Linked DNA regions of Mus musculus: all the other regions are linked to region 1. A link is a contact called in public promoter capture Hi-C data. All regions are on one chromosome and are shown on one strand. Each heading gives the region's core, a stretch centred on a gene start, on an enhancer-like site or on the middle of the called end of the contact. The rest is flanking DNA. Distances are from core to core; before and after follow the strand shown.

What was found. Promoter capture Hi-C pulls out the DNA fragments that hold promoters and counts their contacts. Capture Hi-C pulls out chosen DNA fragments and counts their contacts.
Region 2: a contact with region 1 is called in a promoter capture Hi-C map of hippocampal neurons, with 2.8 times the contacts expected there. The contact joins the promoter of Zfp185 here to the promoter of Zfp275 in region 1. A contact is called at or near these places in 8 of 39 promoter capture datasets (cranial neural crest, embryonic stem cells, hippocampal neurons and 3 more) and 3 of 9 other capture datasets (adipose tissue, embryonic stem cells and liver).
Region 3: a promoter capture Hi-C map of liver shows a contact between it and region 1. The contact joins the promoter of Idh3g here to the promoter of Zfp275 in region 1. A contact is called at or near these places in 1 of 39 promoter capture datasets (liver) and 2 of 9 other capture datasets (adipose tissue and liver).

What each region holds. Positions count from the first base shown.
Region 1 is chrX:73,340,921-73,344,245 of GRCm38.p6, forward strand. Zfp275 (zinc finger protein 275) reads left to right here and starts at 1,700. Exons shown (of 6, transcript NM_031494.2): 1 at 1,700-1,831.
Region 2 is chrX:72,985,999-72,989,208 of GRCm38.p6, forward strand. Zfp185 (zinc finger protein 185) reads left to right here and starts at 1,341. Exons shown (of 19, transcript NM_009549.3): 1 at 1,341-1,521.
Region 3 is chrX:73,785,545-73,788,824 of GRCm38.p6, forward strand. It overlaps Idh3g (isocitrate dehydrogenase 3 (NAD+), gamma), which reads right to left and starts at 1,353. Exons shown (of 13, transcript NM_008323.1): 1 at 1,231-1,353. The coding sequence starts at 1,311. Ssr4 (signal sequence receptor, delta) reads left to right here and starts at 1,479. Exons shown (of 6, transcript NM_001166480.2): 1 at 1,479-1,762. The coding sequence starts at 1,696.

The sequences.
Region 1 (3,325 bases), core at 450-2,949:
ACAGAAATCACTCACACCCACTTGAATGGATAAAAATAAAGGCTGGCAACCCAAATGTTGATGAGGATGAGAAATAAAATGAACTCTCACACATTTCTGGTAGGAGTCTCAATTGTGTATCCACTTTGAAAAACATTCTGGCAGTTGCTAATAATACATACAACTACCCTATTATGTAGCAAATTCTCCCTTTCAGGTTTTTACTCCAGAAAAAAAAAACAAAGCATATGTTCACTCAGAAATATACACCACTGTTCATATAGTGAATAACAATTCCAATTAGGAACAGCCCACATGGTAAAGTACAATGGCAAATGACTCAGCAATGAAAGGAAAGGAAATATATTTCAGCAATATAGAGGAATTCCAAAAGCATCAGAGTAAAGGAAAGAATTCAGACAGAGTAGTAGATAATAGTACATACTATATATTTCATTCCCATGCAACAGGAATTAATTACTCAAATAGGCTGTCGATAGTGAGAAATTTTAGAATAGTGGCGTTCCTGTGGAATTGTGCTGAAATAGGATGTGTGCAATGGGACTGGAAATTTTCCAGACTTCTCATCATGGTTTGTGTCTGGAGGGGGGTTTAGGAAAGGTATTTGTCAAAACTTACCATATAGATTTATACATTTTACTGATAGCAAATTTTGTCTCAGAAAATTAAAAGGACAGTAAAAAAAAAAGTGGACTTCTCGTTTTTGACATGGGTACTGGGAAGTGAAGTTCCTCACAGGTCCTCAGGTTTGCAAGACAAGTACTCTACAGGCTGAGTTATCTCTCCAGCACCAGACTTTCCTTTCTTACACTGGATATGTCAAAATTATAGATGTTTATCTTTGATGTTGCTTTTGCCCACAGATACTGCAGTGTCACAGAAGCATACACACACACACACACACACACACACACCTCCACACCTCCTGGTCATTCCAAACATCACCTGGATGGATACTGAGTGAAGTTCTCATCACTCTTCTCGGGGCGGGAGATGTTGTATTGATCTTTGTTTATTAGTGCCTCCCTCGGGAAACCAGACAGTATATTTAAGAAAACAGTTACTTGTGCTGCCAAGGATGCACAAATGCAAAGCAGTGAAGTTGAATTGGCAGCTGCTTACAACACATCTGAACCAAGACGCTTGTTTTGGGATTCATGGTATAAACTGCCATTCTGAAATTCAGGTTACTGTTTATTTATTGCTGTGTGGTCCCTAATACGCTTACAGTACTCTCACAGGAGCTCTGGAGTGCCTGGTGTGTGGCTCTTAAGATAGGCATTAGGGTCTAGTTTTGTTCACTGTTGTATTCTTGATGTCTGGCATAGACAGGGCTCAGGTCTGACTTTAAGAAGGACTCCGACCCCTGCACTCTTTTCTTGAGTGCCCTCCTCCAGCCCTACCATCATTCTAAAGGCCCTGGCCTTGTCAATTTCTTCATTGTCTTCACCACTAACAATTTATTTTGCTCATTTATTTATTCATTATTTGTTTTTACATTCGTTCCACACTCATCACTTAGGATTCATGAGTTTTACTCCCCTAGTCTCATCTATCCCACCTCCTCTCCTCACCCCGCCCCAGACATGCCCCCTTCTGTCCCACCCCCCTCTCAGGCCAATCGCAGCCGACAGGCCGGGCGGGACCGAGGCCGAGGCGGGGCTTCGATCTCAGTACCCCAGGCGGCGCCCCCGGCTCCGGAAACGCGCTGCCGGGCTTCTGGGCTCCGCCAGGCACTGGCGGCTCCGTGGCGCTTCCTGCCACGCCGGGCCTGCTTACAACGCGCCCGCTCTTCTTCTGCAAGGGCCCAGAGTCAGGCGCCGTGGGCCGGGTGAGCGTGCGGACTATGGGAGGGATGTGCAGCTCGAGTGATCATGAGATTGTGTGCGTGAGCAAGGATGTGTGGCCGAGAGAGCGTGTGGGGCGGCAGGAGGCTGTGCTGGGAGGCCTGTGTGAATGCGTGGACCACGGAAGAATATAAGGGGAAGGGAGCGTTTCGTAGAGTGGGATGCTGCTGGGCCTTGGAGCAAACCAGGGGTCAAAAGAAAAGGTCTTTGGCGGTGGGTGGGCATGGCGAGGCCCGGAGGCCTTCTAGTGCAGGGCTGGGGGCAGCGGTCCAAGGCGGGAATCGCGGATGTGTTGAGGCCTGTGTTGCTCTTTGGAGGATGCTAAGCACTGGGGACGGGTCAGGAGCTGGGGGTGGACACACACACACAGCCCCCAGCGACTCGGAGTCCTTGGGGCTGTCTTTAGGGCTGAAGGGACTTTCCCCTAGTGTGGGGGGAGGGGTTGGGCCTCTGGGGCCCTGAAGAAGGATCTGCTTAGGGGCTGGGGGGAGGGGAATCTACCTTTCCATTTGAGTGGTGACTGCACGGGAGCAGGTACGTTTCCTGGGGCAGAAATTTGGGGGTGTAGAAGGGAATTCTCGCCAGATGAAGAGACCTTTTAAGGTGGCCCTCCTTGGAACCACATTTTCTGGCACCACTCCATTGCCCCCTTCTAAACTCCTTTGCTGGTTGCTCCAGTCTATATTTGGGTGATTAATTACATGTCTTTTTTTACACACATGCATACTCCCACTTGCCTGCTGCCCAAAGCCCATGGTCCTTTTCAGTGCCCCCACCCCCATTTCTGGCGCTCTTCCCAGAGGGCTCACCCTGTGCAGCTGATACCCTCTAACCAGATTTGGACTCAGAGGCAGGCAACCCTCTCCAGTCTCCTTGGTCAATGGAACATTTCTTCTTAAATCTCGGTCTCTACATTTTCCTTTAGGAGAAAATTTCAAATGGGGCTAATGGAATAGTACCTCTCCTGGTAGGACTTACCTTACCTTACCCCCTCTCCCATTGGACATTATTATAGAAACAACATTCAGTGTCTGACAGTCTGGTCCATTGCCCCATAGTGGCCTTGAATCTGTATTTAGAATCACATAGAGCAGTGATTTCTAGCCTCCTGTTAATGATAGACCCCTTGGAAAAATCAGCTAAATAGTGTGAGTTCTCTTGTCAGAAATCTAACCACCAGCATAGCCTGAGAAGGAAGTTCCTGGGTAGGAAAGCTGTCTGATATGAGATGTGGGGGCGTATCCAAATTCTAAACAGGTTCAATCTATGTCTGCATGTTGAAAGATAGTAATTCTGTACAGCCACCCAGACCTGTGGCTCTACCACTAGAATTTTCACTGAATCATTAGCCTGGTTTCTAACAGTGATCCAGCCCTTGTAAAACTATCTGGGCCCCTTAGATGGCCCAGTGCAGCTGCATAGCATCTCACCACACTCCCAGTTTGGGATATTTTAAATCCAGATGGTGTACCCTCAAT
Region 2 (3,210 bases), core at 91-2,590, 360 kb before region 1:
AGAGTATGAGTGCAGGAACAAAGGTCTGAGGTATGAGGGCACAGAAGTAGTCAGAAGACATGGGGAAGCCGGGGAGATTACAGTGGAGTGCTGGGGTGGCTGGTCTTACAGACAGAGGTTGAACACAGTCAAACATTAGGCCTTCTAAAAGCATCTGCTTTCATTCCAACAACAACCAGAAGCTGTAGGAAAGCGCTCTAAGCAGCTAGCATCTGGTCATATACCCAGTGAAGCTGCATGCATACTGTGTGATGGCTGAAATGGGAAGGGCGATAAGTCACAGGAAAACACGACAGTGAGTAGATTTGAGGGCCACTGCTGTAAAATTGGCAACAGGACTTTAATCTTTCTTTTTTCCTTTTTTTTCTTTTCTTTCCTTTCCTTTCTTCTTCCTTCCTTCCTTCCTTCCTTTTTTTCTTTCTTTCTTTCCTTCTTTCTTTCTTTCTTTCTTCCTTCCTTCCTTCCTTTTATCTTTTCTTTTTCTTTCTTTTGTAGTCTATCATTTTGATCATTTTTTGTGCACACTGGCTTAACTCTCTCCTCTATTGAAAGGACTTCTCTGACCTCACAGTGAGGGTTAGGAGCCTTTGTTGGATGTTCGACACCCCTACTACATTCTCACACTTCGTGCCTTTCACACATTACATATCCAAAAACTGTGAATGAATGTCATTTATTAAACCGAATGTGTGTGTCTTCCGACATGCCCTGAGAGGTAGTCCTGTTTTGCCTACCTGCCGGCTCCAAAAATGACCTTCCAGGGTACAAGTTTTCCCAGGCGCCAGACAGAAGTTTCTTGCTCACTTTTTTCTCCTATGCCTGACTTCCTGCATGATCTCAGCCATCAGTCCGCACCCCCCTGCCCCCAAGCCTGGTCCTTTCCCCGCCCCTGTCTGGGATCTCCATCTGTAAAATGGATCTAGGCACAGTAGTTCTCGACAGAACTGACCCGCCAGCATCTGTGGAAGTCGTTGGCCCAGAGCCTGGCCAGATCTCGCCGGGCGCAGGCAGGGACGCCACTAGTCAGCGAGGGCCCTTCATGTGGTGGAGTCCTCCTGGCCCCAGGGCTGGGAGCCCAGAGGAATTAGCCTGGAAGTTTTCCATAGCGGCAAAACTTTTTGGAGCTCGCTCTGAGCTGGGTGAGGGGAGCCCCAGCCTTGATTTCTCCAGCAGCTCCATTGGGCGGAGCAGGGAAGGGGTGGGAGGACCGAGGACACCGGCTGGAGAATGTGCGGAATGTGCCAGGCGCATCTACCTACCCCAGGAGAGGGCAGAGGAAGGGGGCCGGCCGAGGGGAGGGGCGAGGGGCGAGGCTCCCAGCAGCCGGAGAAAACCTGTTTGTTCTCGGGCGGGCGGAGCCCAGTCCGTGCCTCTTCGTTGCCCCGCGCGCTTCCCACTGCGTACCGCTTCCCGCGCCCGCTGACGCGGCCCGGCTGGGTTCAGTGCTGCCCACCCGAGGGAGCCCGCGCACCACGCCTGTCCGACCCTCTGCCCGTCACACAAGCCGGGCACCTGTACCAGGTAGGGTTGTTGAGTCGCCGTCCTAAAGAAGTGGCTCGACCACCGGGAGGCTACAAGGAGCACCCAGTTCGTGTCCTCCTGGACACAAGCCAGGGCCTCAGTTTCCCTACCAATAATTCATACTCGCTCCAAGCATCCCTCTTCGGAATCCCGTCAGGGAGGCAGTGCCCTCGGTTTCTGCTTTTCACCGCGAGTGAAGAGACAGGCAACGTTCCTCAGAGTGTCCAACAAAAGCAGGTGGCTCTCTGGCTGGTCTAGTCCCTCTGACCTACTCATTTGTGGATGAGACCGATTGTTAGTAGACTGCCAGCGGGGATGGGGCAGGGTGAGCCTAGAATTGGTGTGTTGCAAGCATCACAGAATTCCACATCCTTAGTAAAATGTGCCCATTTTATAGATGAGGAAACTGAGGTACAGAGGCAAGCTTACTCAATAATCCCCTCACTGGCCTGGAGCCCAGAGCAAAGGGACTTAATGGTGGTTTGTGATAGACATGTACTGGTCACTGGGCGACCTCAGGGCTGGGAAGGGAGCTGCTCATACTCAGACAGAAGGCGCCGAATCAAGTGTCACTGTGGTGTTATCAGCGGGATCTGCTGTGCACAGTCTCTGTAACTGGATTGTTTGTGTGGGAGCAGGGGAGAGCCAATAGCCTCATCCTCTTTGCAACTGCTTAGTGATAGCTTGGCCTCTGAGAAAGGTTGGAAACGCAGATCCTCCTGTCGGCCATGCCACTTCCTTCTGTACTGTGGCACCTGGCAGCTCCACTGAGTAAAAGGAGAAGCCTATCAGGCCCACCTTCCCCTCCAAGGCTGTGGAGTCTATAAAGTATGTTGGGAGTTGTGTTCTCCACAAGCCATTGGTACTGACTCTTGACATTAAGGTAGGTGGTGACACCTGCTCTTGGTCTTGTCTTGCTCTCATGGTTCTTTGGATTTCTAGTCATGGGCAGGAAGCAGGTTTCCACAGGCTGATAAACCTGAATAATGGTGAGGGGCTCTGAACTGGAGAGCTGCAGTAGGAAGCTTATGAAGTTCTTATTTTCCCATGGCCTCAACTGGCTCTTCTGCACAAACAGTGCCAGTTTGGGTGGGTGCCAACAGATCTCCAGGGTACAGGTACAACTTACTGGAGGCCTTTCGAGAATGTGCTGTCCATCGCCTTCAGCCCACTCACTACAAGATTGGAAGGAACAGAACCATCCCATCAATTATCAGTGCTGACCGAGGCTGTGCACTCAGTGGAGCAGAACTGATAGAAGGTGCCTAGGTCAAAGCTAAGTACACAGCAGATGCTCAAAATCTGTTCCTTTTCCTCCTCTGGGCACTCATGAGTCAGTGACAAACATGGCTCATGACCACAGAGGGTGCTGCAGCTTTGAAGGTGAAAAGTGTTAGCCTGGATCATGGATGCAACCCAAGATGGAAAGATTAGGAAGGCTCCCTGGAGGAGGGAACCTTTGAAAGTTGAGCAGGTCAAGAGGGATAGGAGAGAAATCAGCCCTTCATTTTACCAAGAAGTCTCTAGAGATAGGTTACTCCAGAAAGAGCTGCCATCTGGATGGTAATAGGACAAAACCCTCCCAACTTAGTGGTGAGAGTAGTGGTCCCAGGAACAACTAGAATGTAGCAACGTCCTTCCTCAAAGTGCTTTAGGCCTTCTAAGACCTGGTAGGGCAGGAACTCTGGT
Region 3 (3,280 bases), core at 103-2,602, 440 kb after region 1:
GGGGTCCTTTTTCTCCTTGCATTTTACAAGAATTCCAAGGATTAAACTTGGTATCCAAGCTTGGAGGCAGGTGCCTTTACCCACTCAGCCATCTGGCTGAACCAGAAGTCCCTATTTTAAATAGAATTTCATGTAGCATATGTAGCTCCCTTCCCCAAACAAAACAAGACAAAACAAAAAAGCCCCCAAGACCCCAACAACAACAACAACAAAAAACCCCATGGCATTCTGGAAGGTCAGAGTCAGCAAATGCTTTGAGAACATAAAGTCCTCTCTCCTCACTGGAACCCAGAGAGAAAAGAGAGCTGGCCTAATGCCATATTCTAGGTCAGTGGAAGAGCAAGGCCTAGAGGTCATAGCTCTTATTCCCCAGAGCTAGTTGTTGGTTTTCTGGTGCTAAGCAGTGCTACCCAGGAGCTAAACCAGCTAACCAAGACTCCAAAGAAAGAACCAGGAAAGCAAAGCCCTAGAAGCTTCCAGTCTTAGAACCCTGGTTCACTCTCATTACAGGGGTTTGGGCTTGTTTGTTGGCCTTTTGGTTAGAATCAAGTATCTAGGTGCTTGGTAGGCGGAAGATCTGGAGGGATCAAGGATTATGGATAGCCAGATGGCGGCGGTGCATGCCTTTAATTAATCCCAGCACTTGGGAGACAGAGGCAGGAGGATTTCTGAATTCAAGGCCAGCCTGGTCTACAGTGTGAGTTCCAGGCTACAGAGAGAAACCGCGTGTTCGACGAGACAGAGAGAAACCGGGAGAGGGAACGCGGGGACACAGCGAGAGACACACAGCGAGAGAGATACTGATAAAGTCTGATTTTCCACCTCCACTAGGGCAAAGCAGTCTAAGAGAGGGAAAACCAAGGAGGAACTGAGTCCAGAAACAGGCTTAGATGGTACATGCAAGGTGGGCCAGGACACGTGGCCTCTTCAAAAGGGCTTCCACAAGGACACTACGGAGGGGACACCTAGCTACTGCGGTCTACCTTCCCAACCCTTCCGGAGGAAGGCACAGAGGAGCCAGATCAGAGTCAATTTCGGCCAACCGCCTCACGGACAGCAGAAGCAACCAGTGAACCCCAGAGTGCAGCCCTCTCCCCGCCCCTCCTATGGCTCGCACAGCCAATCGAATTCCGTGTTTGCTCAAAGAGCCGTTACCCGACTCCGGGTCTCAATTGGGTGTTAAGTCCCTCTGTAAGCCTGCAAATGTCCCACCGCCCATTCACCACTCACCTCCCAAGGACGGCAGAGGAGAGTTGGCTTGAGCATTGCCTTTGCAGCACCGCCAGCAGCTATCGCCACCTTCAGCGCCATGACGAAAAGTGAGGACCTCTACAGGTCAAAACATTAAGCACCGTTCTCGCGACAGTTGGGGACAGCGAGAAATCCGGGGTATGGGTTGAGAAAACGCTAGCATTACGCACGCGCACAGTCACACCGGTTCTTACGCCCCCTTCCGGTGCCTAGAGCACTGTTCCGCCATCTTGGGGAGGGGAAGGCTGAGAAGGAGGGAAGTGCGACCGGTTGGGACCCTGGCTAGGGAAGCGGACACGTCAGTGCCGCCAGCGACGTCACCATGCCCGACCCAGCCCGCCGACGCACGATTGGGTGCTGAGGCCGCTTACGCGTCGCGCTTCCTCGTCTGCTCCGCATGTCCAGGGTGGCTTGCTCTCTTTTCCCCTCGGAAGAGAAGAGGCGATGGCGGCGATGGCATCTTTCGGCGCCCTGGCACTACTCCTGCTGTCTGGCCTATCTTGCTGCTCAGGTAGCGGCCTGGCCGGAGCTTGTTTCGGGGCGCGCCCCTGCTGTTGGCAGGTGGTGCTGGGGGGAGGAAGGGTGTGCGCGAGGTGGGGATCTGGCCCTTCCCGGGGCTCGTCGCTACTGACGGGATCTTCCCCCGATGGGTGTTGTGTCGTGGCGACCAAAGCACCACACACACGTTTACCCGACAGCCAGGTTGCTTCCTTGTCTGCTTTTGGGAGAACCCCCAAAGCAGTACCATGCTCCGACCACCAGCTCCAGCAGGGAAGGTGATATGTATGTCCCTGGTTCCTGTGTCAAAAGGTAGTCGCACAAGAGCAGTGCTGGCAGCTACGAACCAATGCTGCATAGGCCAGGCTTCCCCAAGAGAAACCTAAGAGAGGGAGGCAGATCAGAGTAAGGGCACTAGGCGAGTTAGATAGGGAACCGATGAAGTGAGCAAGGGCTTTTAGTGCCCAGAGCCTCGACTTTTTGTGACGCCTTGGTATATCCCACCCCAAAGTTCATAGCAAAATTGAACCGTGCACAGACCCGTTGATATTTGTGAGACATCTGTAACGTGGTAGTGGGGCTGAGCTCAATCTGGAGTGCCGGCATGTGTTTTGAAAGATGTTAGCACCTCAGACCTGAGAGCCTGAACTAAGGACGATTTGGTTTCTGTACATACAGGTAGCCTCTGGCCATCCCTTCTACCCACCCCTCAGAGAATCCTTCAGTCTGTTGCTAGCAGTGTCTTAAAAAGACAAACCTGGCTGTAACATCTATTAGGGGTTCCATAGTGTCTACAGGGAAAGGCCCAGCTGAGCAGGTCACAGAAGGGTTGGTGGAATATGGCCTTGAGAGCCATTCCCAGGCATTTTCCTCCTGCCATTTATGCCGGTACAAGGTCTTCTCTAGCTTAATCGGTCATTCTTTCAAGACATCACATTTGGAGAAGAGTTGGATGAAAACTTTTCCTCAGGGGTGTTTAGTTTACAGGGGCAGGTTTGGTGTTTGGGCCCAGAATTTACTTCTCTCAGGAAACACTAGAACCAGTCTTGACATTCTGTCACCTGGATGGGTCTAGAGACCCTTATCTTGAAAGTCCCTGTGTGTTAACAACACCCCATTTAGTGTCTGCAGAATGCTTTCAGTAGGCTATTGAAGAAGCTCTGAATTGAGGCTGCCTTGACCTACTGGGCTTCTGGGGTACTTTAGGAGCAGGTGAGCTGCTTTGTGGCCTCCCTATCATAGATTCAGATACTAATTTCATCAGCCTCCTGCCTGCCTCAAACATGGCTGTTGCTTCCATGTTGTTGCATCCAGACTCACCTCTGCAGAGCTTTCCCTACCTCACTCTGGCCTGGCTCATCAGCCCTCACTGGCCCCTTCCACTCTACTTTTGACTGAGTACTAGGATCCATCTCCCAGACCCCACTTTCTGTCAGGAATAGAAGAGTATGTGTATCCTCAGCTCACCAAGTCTGAGAGGTGGAGCCAGGGTAAGCCCTTTTGCCTGGAACACACAAATTGGCTTTGCCTC